Regions from separate parts of the Zea mays genome. Here region 1 is linked to region 2. Evidence: chromatin contacts called from public Hi-C data. All regions are on one chromosome and are shown on one strand. Each heading gives the region's core, a stretch centred on a gene start, on an enhancer-like site or on the middle of the called end of the contact. The rest is flanking DNA. Distances are from core to core; before and after follow the strand shown.

The links. Hi-C and Micro-C count contacts between places; a contact is called where the count stands out from the background.
Region 1: a Hi-C map of tassel shows a contact between it and region 2, with 4 times the contacts expected there. The contact joins the promoter of LOC103638205 here to the promoter of LOC103638202 in region 2. A contact is called at or near these places in 2 of 25 Hi-C or Micro-C datasets (ear and tassel).

Annotation. Positions count from the first base shown.
Region 1 is chr9:32,129,255-32,133,795 of Zm-B73-REFERENCE-NAM-5.0, forward strand. LOC103638205 (Helicase protein MOM1) reads left to right here and starts at 1,591. Exons shown (of 21, transcript XM_008661197.4): 1 at 1,591-1,966; 2 at 2,076-2,732; 3 at 3,183-3,418; 4 at 3,884-3,975; 5 at 4,091-4,148; 6 at 4,267-4,415. The coding sequence starts at 2,231.
Region 2 is chr9:31,950,889-31,955,243 of Zm-B73-REFERENCE-NAM-5.0, forward strand. LOC103638202 reads right to left here and starts at 1,725. Exons shown (of 3, transcript XR_558619.3): 1 at 883-1,725; 2 at 1-45.

The DNA.
Region 1 (4,541 bases), core at 341-2,840, 180 kb after region 2:
TGTCGTATTGATTAAATTTCTCTAGTGTCTTTGATTTTAGTCAACCGTCTATTCACCCCATCTAGCCAGTGTCCTAGATCCTACAAAGTGAACCATATATTGATTGCAAATGGGTAACAATTGTACATTACAACTATAAGGTAGATTGCAAAGGTCCTATAGCCAATAGTTGGCTATACTATTAAACTTGCTCTAAATGGATACACAGTGCCACTGGAAGGGTGTACGGAAACAGTCGCATGTTCATTGGCAATTATTAAACTTGCTCTAAATGGATACACCGGCCTGTTGGAAGGGTGTACGGAAACGGTCGCGTGTTCGTTGGTAATCTATCGGACGACTACGAATTCAAGGGCTACGTGGCGCTATAATAGCTAGTAATTAGCATAACATAGGTTGGTTAGCCTCTGAGCCCTGGCTCCAACAGGACAACTAAAGGACATCCAAAGCTAAACTAGATGTTATATAGGTACGGTAGTGTTTATCCAACAGGACAGGTAAAAAGAACAATCATTTTGGATGAGGTGAGAAAGGAAAGCTAAAATGAATGGTATAGAAAGGGGGCAACCATTTTAATATGTGTCTCAATGACAGAGTAACTCCACCATTCACCACCGACCCGATACTAGATGGTAAAATGATTTTTTGTTGAATACACTAAATTTATATGACTAGCTAAACTACCTGTAACAACCATAACAATTTAATGTATGCACTCAGTTTTTAAGAAACTAGTTTATAAAAATTGAACTGGTTCTAAATAAACTAGTTTATATCTTAGTTTATAGAAACTGGATTCCCCGTTTCTTAAAAACTAAGAAGTTAGCCTATTCTAGATAAAAAATAAAAACTGGTTTAATTTTCAAACATGACTATAACAAGCAAAATACATGAATGGCTAAAATGACTTCGTGTTGGAGTCAGGCCATATTTGGTTTCTTTAGTCTAGGGACTAAAGTTTAGTTAGAGGACTAAAGTTTAGTCCCTAACATGTTTGGTTTTAGAGGCTAAAAATAGTAAGAATATACTAAATGACTCATAAGAAGACTAAAATGACCTTTAACATTCTCCTGCTATTAGTACAATTGAACTAAATGAGGGGTAAATGTGGAATTAATATGGTTTAGTCCTTTTTAGCACATATGTGAAGGACTAAGGCCATGTTTGGTTTCTTTAGTCTAGGGACTAAAGTTTAGTCTCTAACATGTTTGGTTCTAGGGGCTAAAAATAGTAAAAATATACTAAATGACTCATAAGAAGACTAAAATGACCTTTAACATTCTCCTGCTATTAGTACAATTGAACTAAACAAAGGGTAAATGTGGAATTAATATGGTTTAGTCCCTTTTAGCACATATGTGAAGGACTAAAGACTAAATCATTTTAGTTCATATTTTAATCCTAGTGTTTGACTAAAAAGGGACTAAATGAGACTAAAAACTAGAGACTAATCTTTAGTCCCTCTAACCAAACACCCCCTAAAGACTAAATCATTTTAGTCTATATTTTAGTCCTAGTGTTTAACTAAAAAAGACTAAATAGGACTAAAAACTACAGACTAATCTTTAATCCCTCTAACCAACACCCATTGAGGGGACTAAAGATTAGGTACTAAAAGTTATTTTTAGACTGACTCCAGTCTGAGTGAGCGAAGAGCCACAGAGAGGAGAGAGCACACCATCCGATCACGCCTTTCTCCGTCTTCCTTTGGTCGGTGGGGTCGACTCCGCCTCCTCACCCGCAAAACCCCTCGTGTTCGCGAGACGATCAGACGAGGCGGTCAGGGAGGGGGAGGTAGAATAGGGTTTCGGCAGGGCCGTGCCGGGCCGCCTCCTGCTGACCTTCCTCCTCCAGCGCCGTGCAAGCACTCCCGTCCCTGCCAAGCCCTAGCTAGGGTAGCTGGTGCAGCGGATTCCAGGACCCACAAATCTCTTCTTCTCAACCCATTGCCGGTGGAGCGTGGCTGGTAAGTAATCCATGCTTCTCTTTCGTTTTCCTTCCGCTCCCCTGCTCTTCCTCAGACTACCCTGCTACTTACACAGATTTCTTTCTGACGACTGATCGCGCGCTCGCAGAGGTAGTGGCCTCGGGTTGTTGGGGTTCGGGCTCGCCGGCGATTTTGGGGGACGAGTTCGCTGCCGGTGCCGCGGGCGGGGGCGTGATTCGCACCTCGGAGGAACAAACGGTTGAACTGACCCAGGTGTTGATCTGCTGCTGCTACTACTGATCCATGGCTAATACCCGGTCAGGAGGAGGAGGAGATGCCCCTCCCCCCCCTTCTTCTCCTCCAGCTGCTGCTTCTGCAACTGCCACAAGGAAGCTTGCCGATGGAAGGGAGACCAGGAACACCGCAGCTGCCAGTGCTCACACACCAAACCTCAGGAGGTCCACTCGAGAAAACAAAGGAAAGCACAAATCTAGACTTGCTGACACACCACCCCTTCACAGATCTGCTAAAACGCCCACCAAGGATGCCACTGCAATTGCTACCCCCAAATCCACACCCTTGCCAAACAACCCCAAAGACTCAACAAAAAAGCCCTCCAGAGTTAGGAACACAAGTGTTTCACCTTCTCCTTCAAAACAAGAACCTAATGAAACCTCAACGCCCGCCTCCACCAAAAGAAAAACCCAAGATGATGCTCTGACTGCCTCTACACCGTCCAAGAAGCAGAAAAGGCTCCTGCATGCGAAGAGCTACATTGCACTCTTCAATATAGGAGAAGAATCTGGTACATGATGCCATGCCATTTCATTGAATTAATGGTTTTTTTGCACGATGGGTATTTTTTTGAAGTCTCGCTAATCCAGCTCATTACTTACTTTCTCTGTTGCAAACATTCCACTTGTCAGATTGCTTTAAAATGCTCAATATTATTACTTAAAAAGAACTGCACCCTTTTAGTCTTCTTTATTGTTGAGCGCAATGTCTTGAAGCATCCTTAGTGCGCTGAGCCTTCTAAAACCCAACCGATATCATAGTACTCCATGCATATCACTCTTGCTTAATCATCCTTCCATTGTCATAATGTCATTCCAAGAGGGCTTATAGCTTCTTAGCGATCAGATTTTGGCATAGCAATTTCAGGATGATGATTTCTACCACCTCTGTTCCCCTGGATGCTGATGCTTAGTTTTCATCCAAATACTAAAGACTGCTATCTGTAAATTTTGTAATGCAGTGCTTGCTACCCTCAGGGAGGATGAGGAAAAAGCTTCTGAGGTGCAACCGGAAGGAGATGGTGCTGTTTTGGTGCATGAAGAAAGTAATGCACCGGAACAACCCAACCAGGAAGCTTCAAATGTTGTTGCTAGTGAGGTCTTGGGAGGTCACTCTTCTGACTTGCATGAAATTGAGGTGATATTGGAGGGAGATGGATTGAAGATTGGATCCCATCAGTCTGATGTTGTTTTAGAGGTTGGAGCTGCCACCCCTTTTCTAAAATCTGAGATTCAAACAAGTCAGCTCTGTATTTATGCTGCTGATGGAATCAGTGCAGTAAGCAGCAGTTGGGTATATACTACCGACAAAATCAACGCGCTAAGCATTTTGGAAAGTAGTGATGTTGCCTTCTTTTATCCGTTATTGGTATTAACTCTTAAGTAGCGTGAAAGAATTACATACATCTCTAAGGAATACGCTCTTTGTTCAAACCTGCAAATGTTATACTGCTTCTGGTGCTACGTACCTTAATGGACGAAGTATCCGTCATGCACTTGTTTATCAGTTGCTTCTTATGTCCGCTAGCTTTTTATGACATCCTAGTAGGGTAACACCTCGGAATGTTATGTCTGATATATTTATAGAAGTCTTGGTTCTTTTCTGTTATTATCTGTTAATGCGTATTGGAGACTTGAAGCGATGTTGCAATTTTTTGTACAGCGTTGCATTCTTACTGAGACGCGCTCACTAAATAAGGCAGTGGAAAGCATCCCCATGTTGGAAACTGGAGAGCAAGCTACTGGTGGTTCAAAGTATTTCACTATCCGTTGCATATTATTTATGCCATTAGCTATATAGATTCTGTTTGATGTTGCTAAGCATGGATTTGGTATGTCAGCTGATTCTGTAGTCACTTCTGTATTGCAGCCAGAAACCTCTACTAGAATTGCCAAATAGCGCTTGCTCTACTGCTCATCATGAAGAGGTAATAATCAAATGAGGCTTCCATGATTTTCATGCAGCATATGCGTTTTTCATGTTTTATTTAGTGTGATATAAGTAACCATGTGCTTGCAGTTAATGTTTCTTTTATCCTCCTCCAGGCCAGCAAGTCGGTGGAAGATGGTAATTCTATTGGGATTCAAGGTGCATGCACTTCAAGGAATACTGAAGCTATCCAATGTGATGAAACATGGTATGATGACAACATTTGTGTTGTTTGCAGAAGTAGGGAAATCTCAGATATCCTGAAGTAAGTTACTCTGCAGTCTAATTAAGTTATCTCTTTTTGATGGGAACATATCTTGTGCTCAAAGGGGTACTGTGCTCATGTGCACATTTTAAATTTGGGACTTTCATCTTGAATCTAACAGCAGCA
Region 2 (4,355 bases), core at 475-2,974:
TCAACTCAATTCTGGTTCTCCGCATCACGTGGTTAATTCACGTACCTGAATGAAATGCATTATGCACATGAATGCATATAGACAGGAATAGCATAGATCTAAATAGTGCTACACCGGCAAGAATTAAACACTTAGTGATGAAGTGTCGTACTATTTTCATACGAAAACACTAGTTATCGACGTACGACTAAGCGCAATATTTACGCTTCTCTAGATTAAACGAACCTAACGCAAACATTACGAGCAACAAACTATACACCTTTAATACACTTAGCCTAAACACAACTTATCAGCTAATTAATTAAATTCTAAACTTATCCCCCTCTTTATAAATTATACCCCATCGCTCACAAAGAATTATTTAATTTTATTTCACACCTCATATATTTTACATGTTAACAATTAATCAAACATTTCAGGTTTGATTACCAAAATATCCTACCAAATCAACGATGACAGCCTTATCGGATAATCGTTTGGATTAATAAATCAATTCTTCACGCTATTAATTCTCCTCACTTCTCAGCAAAGAGCCAATTTAAACCTATTCGACATATGCACCCACTACATACTACCTGCGATGCATTTTAATAATCATTTAATATAACCACGGTCGTATTTATCAGCTATATGAGAGAGACACTAGACTTATTATTCAATTAGCCACTCCTCACACAATAAGCGTTTTAAACTTTGAGTTTCGCGTGACACGACCACTTCATACGTATGTACAGACTCCATTGATGCATGAAGCGAGGCATCACGACATACATCTAATACCTCGACAACGCACCCGTGCTAAGAATAAAACACTCTTTACGGACAACTAATTCAACCAATCCATTCATCAAATCAGAAAATAAAAATAGCAAATCAGCTTACCGTTCCAACAACTGACACGAATCCGCCCGATTCTTGGGATTTCTTGATGACACACGGAATGACGACGAGATCGAGTCTGGAGCGAGCGCACACGGGGCAAGCAGCACGGAATTGAAATGTGGAGAAATAGCCCACTGCGAAACAAACTGAGCAAGGAGTGCTCGTGAACTTTATGGCAAAATTGGCGACAGCCGATGCCAGAGCACACGGCGAGGAAGCTTCACGGTTTGACGAGACCGTGGTCGAGCAAATTTTATGGGGAAAGTACTCGGCGAGAAGAGGGGCGAGCAGGGCGCGAGCTGCGCGCAGGGGACTTTGGCTGGGCGCGCGGCCGACTGGAGGGAGCCGGCGCGGCCATGCGAGCAGGGTGGAGGGAGCACAGGCGCTCGCCATGAGAGAGGGAGAGCCTGGCGAGCTGCGCGTAGGAGACTCCGAGCAGAGGGAGCAGAACCCACGTCGTGGATGGGAGGAGTAGAGCACCGGCCAACAGAGAACCGAGAGGGAGAGGAAGGAGCTGGAGGGAGTGCCGCGCAAGGAGATGGAGCTCCACGGAGGAGAAGCAGGGGAAGGGGCAAGCATAGGGAGATGGACGCCATGGGAGGGAAGGTAGAGCGCGCAGTAACATGGGAAGGAAGAGTAGCGCGCGCACAGGAAGCTTGGGATCGAGCAGAAGGACGTGTGCAGGGAGGAAGACGCGTCATGGCTGAGGGAGCTCAGGGGGAGGGAAGCCGCGGCGCTGCGAGAAAAAGGAGAATGGAGGCGGCGGCGAGATTTTTCCACGAGCTGGCCAGGCACGCACGGCAAAGGATAGAGCTGAGAAAAAAAATATCCAGGCCCATGGGCGGTGGAAAAAATCAGGGAGAACGGCTGCAGCTGATAGGAAAGAGCGATGATATTTTTCTCTCTTTTTTATTTCTTTCTCTTTTTTTTTATAATGGAAAATCACAGATATTTTTGGATCGAGATTTTTAGCGATAACAAAAGGGTCGACAGTTCTTGTGACACAGTTTAATTCGATTCGAAATCTGATAAAGTTACCTGCGGTCTGAACATCTGATTCCATGGTTACGGGCAATTTATGTGATAATCAGATCTCAATTATAATTCCCTGATTATCGACCTCGCGCACGATTTCTCTCAGACACTGCACGATTCAAATTATTTTGCCCCGAACATTTTAGTCGTCGAGTTCAAACTAATTTGTCCGGGATAAAATTGTAGGAGTAGGTAAAGCTTCTGAATTCGTATTCGCGCGAGCGATGTATGTTAAATAATCACCGGACGCACCGATTTTCGGAACGACTATGTTTCGAACAACACGAAAATTTAGGAAGAGCCCGGATAAATAAAAAACGATGTCGAACTCGCGACATACGAAATAGATTAAGACGGAGAGACTGTTGTTTAGCTCCGTCTAATTTTTACGATCCTCACCAGTGATCGATCATTTGATCTGACGCCAACGATCACATGCTGAGAGAAACGATTCACTTAATCAGCTAGCGCATCGTTCTGTTCAGACAGCACGGGCTCCAAATTGTGCATAAAATCAGAAGTCTTCCGATTTTCGTATTCACTTACGCGCGTGATTCGAACAGTTCAAAGTTCGCCAGCGACGAAGATTCGATAATCCAAAAGCTTCATGAACCCTTTTTAGCTGTTTAAATTACCGAAATGAAAACGGCACCAAACTTGTTAGATTTTAATTAGGCACAGGACTCGCAAATTTTTGGAACAATTACGTTCCGAATTTCGCGAAGACTTAGGAAGAGTCTAAATAGACAGAAACAGATGCGATATTAAAATCGCGATAGGCGAAGATGACCTAGTCACGTGTTTACTAACATCATGCGTGTAAAATTAATATATTAAGATGATTGCGAAATAAAACAAGATTTTACTTAGCGGCGAAAATCAGGGTGTTACAGCACATAAGAAGCATCAAAAGTTTTAAATAAAATGTTATGCTCATTTGATGCAGTAGGAATCTTCCTCTTAGGCATTTTGATATGAGTGGTATGCCTAGACCTAGAATCCTCATTTCTATACATAAAAGCATGATGAGAAACATTGTGAGGTTTTCTAGCATGGATTTTCCTAATCTTATGCTCAGGATAGTTTGCAGGATATAAAATGTAGCCCTCTCTATCCTGAACCATGGGAGCCTTACCCTTAACAAAATTAGATAGTTTCTTGTGGGCATTAAGTTTGGTGTTGCTTTGGCTTCCTTGTTGGAAACCAATACCATCCTTAACGTCAGGGTGTCTCCCATTATAGAGCATGCTTCTAGCAAATTTAAAATTTTCATTTTCTAGCTCATGCTCGGCAATTTTAGCAATTAATTTAGCTATGTGATCATTTTGTTCTTTAATCATGGCAAGGTGATCATCAATAGCTTCAATATTAACATCTCTACATCTAGTGCAAATAGTAATATGCTCAATAGTAGATGTAGAGGTTTTGCAAACATTCAATTCATCAATCTTAGCATTTAGACTAGCATTCTAATCTCTAAGACATGAAATTGAATCGTTACAAATGCTAAACTCCTTAGATAAGTTTTCACATTTTTCTACTTCTAGAGCATAAGCATTTTTCAACTTAACAAAAAATTTATTTTCCTTAACGAGCAAGTCCTCTTGGCATTCCAAGAGATCATCCTTCTCGTTAATGGTTTCTATTAATTCATCTAATTTTTTTTTCTTTTGGTCCATGGTAAGGTTGGCAAAGAGAGAAACTAAATCATATTCATTATCACTAAAGCTACCCTCATCATCAGATGTAGTGTATTTGGGGGTGACTCTAGAATGTACCTTCTTCTTCTTGCCATCCTTAGCCATGAGACACTTGTGGCCGACGTTGGGGAAGAGAAGTCCCTTGTTGATGGCGATGTTGGCAGCGTCCTCGTCGGAGAAGGAATCGGTGGAGCTCTCGTCGGAGTCCAATTCCCGGTCCATGTGCGCCTCGCCACCTTTCTTCTTGTAATACTTTTTCTTTTCCATTTTCTTCTTCCCCCTTTTGTCTCCATCCCTATCATTGTCACTTGTATTTGGACATTTAGCTATAAAGTGACTGGACTTACCACACCTGTAGCACACCCTCCTGAAACGGGGCTTGTAGTCCTTCCCTTCCTTTGTTTGAGGATTTGCTGAAAGCTCTTAATGATAAGAGCCATCTCCTCGTTGTCGAGCTTGGAGGCATTGATTGGAAGTCTACTTGGTGTAGACTCCTCCTTCTTTTCTTCTGTTGCCTTCAATGCAACGGGTTGCACCTCGGGTGTAGAGGTGGCACCTTGCTCCAAGTTGACAATATGTTTGGAGTCTTTGATCATGAGTTCAAAGCTCACAAACTTGCCAATCACCTCCTTAGGAGACATCTGTTTGTATCTAGGATCTCCACGGATTAATTGAACTTGAGTGGGATTGTGAAAAACAAGAGATCTTAGAATAACCTTGACCATTTCATGGTCATCC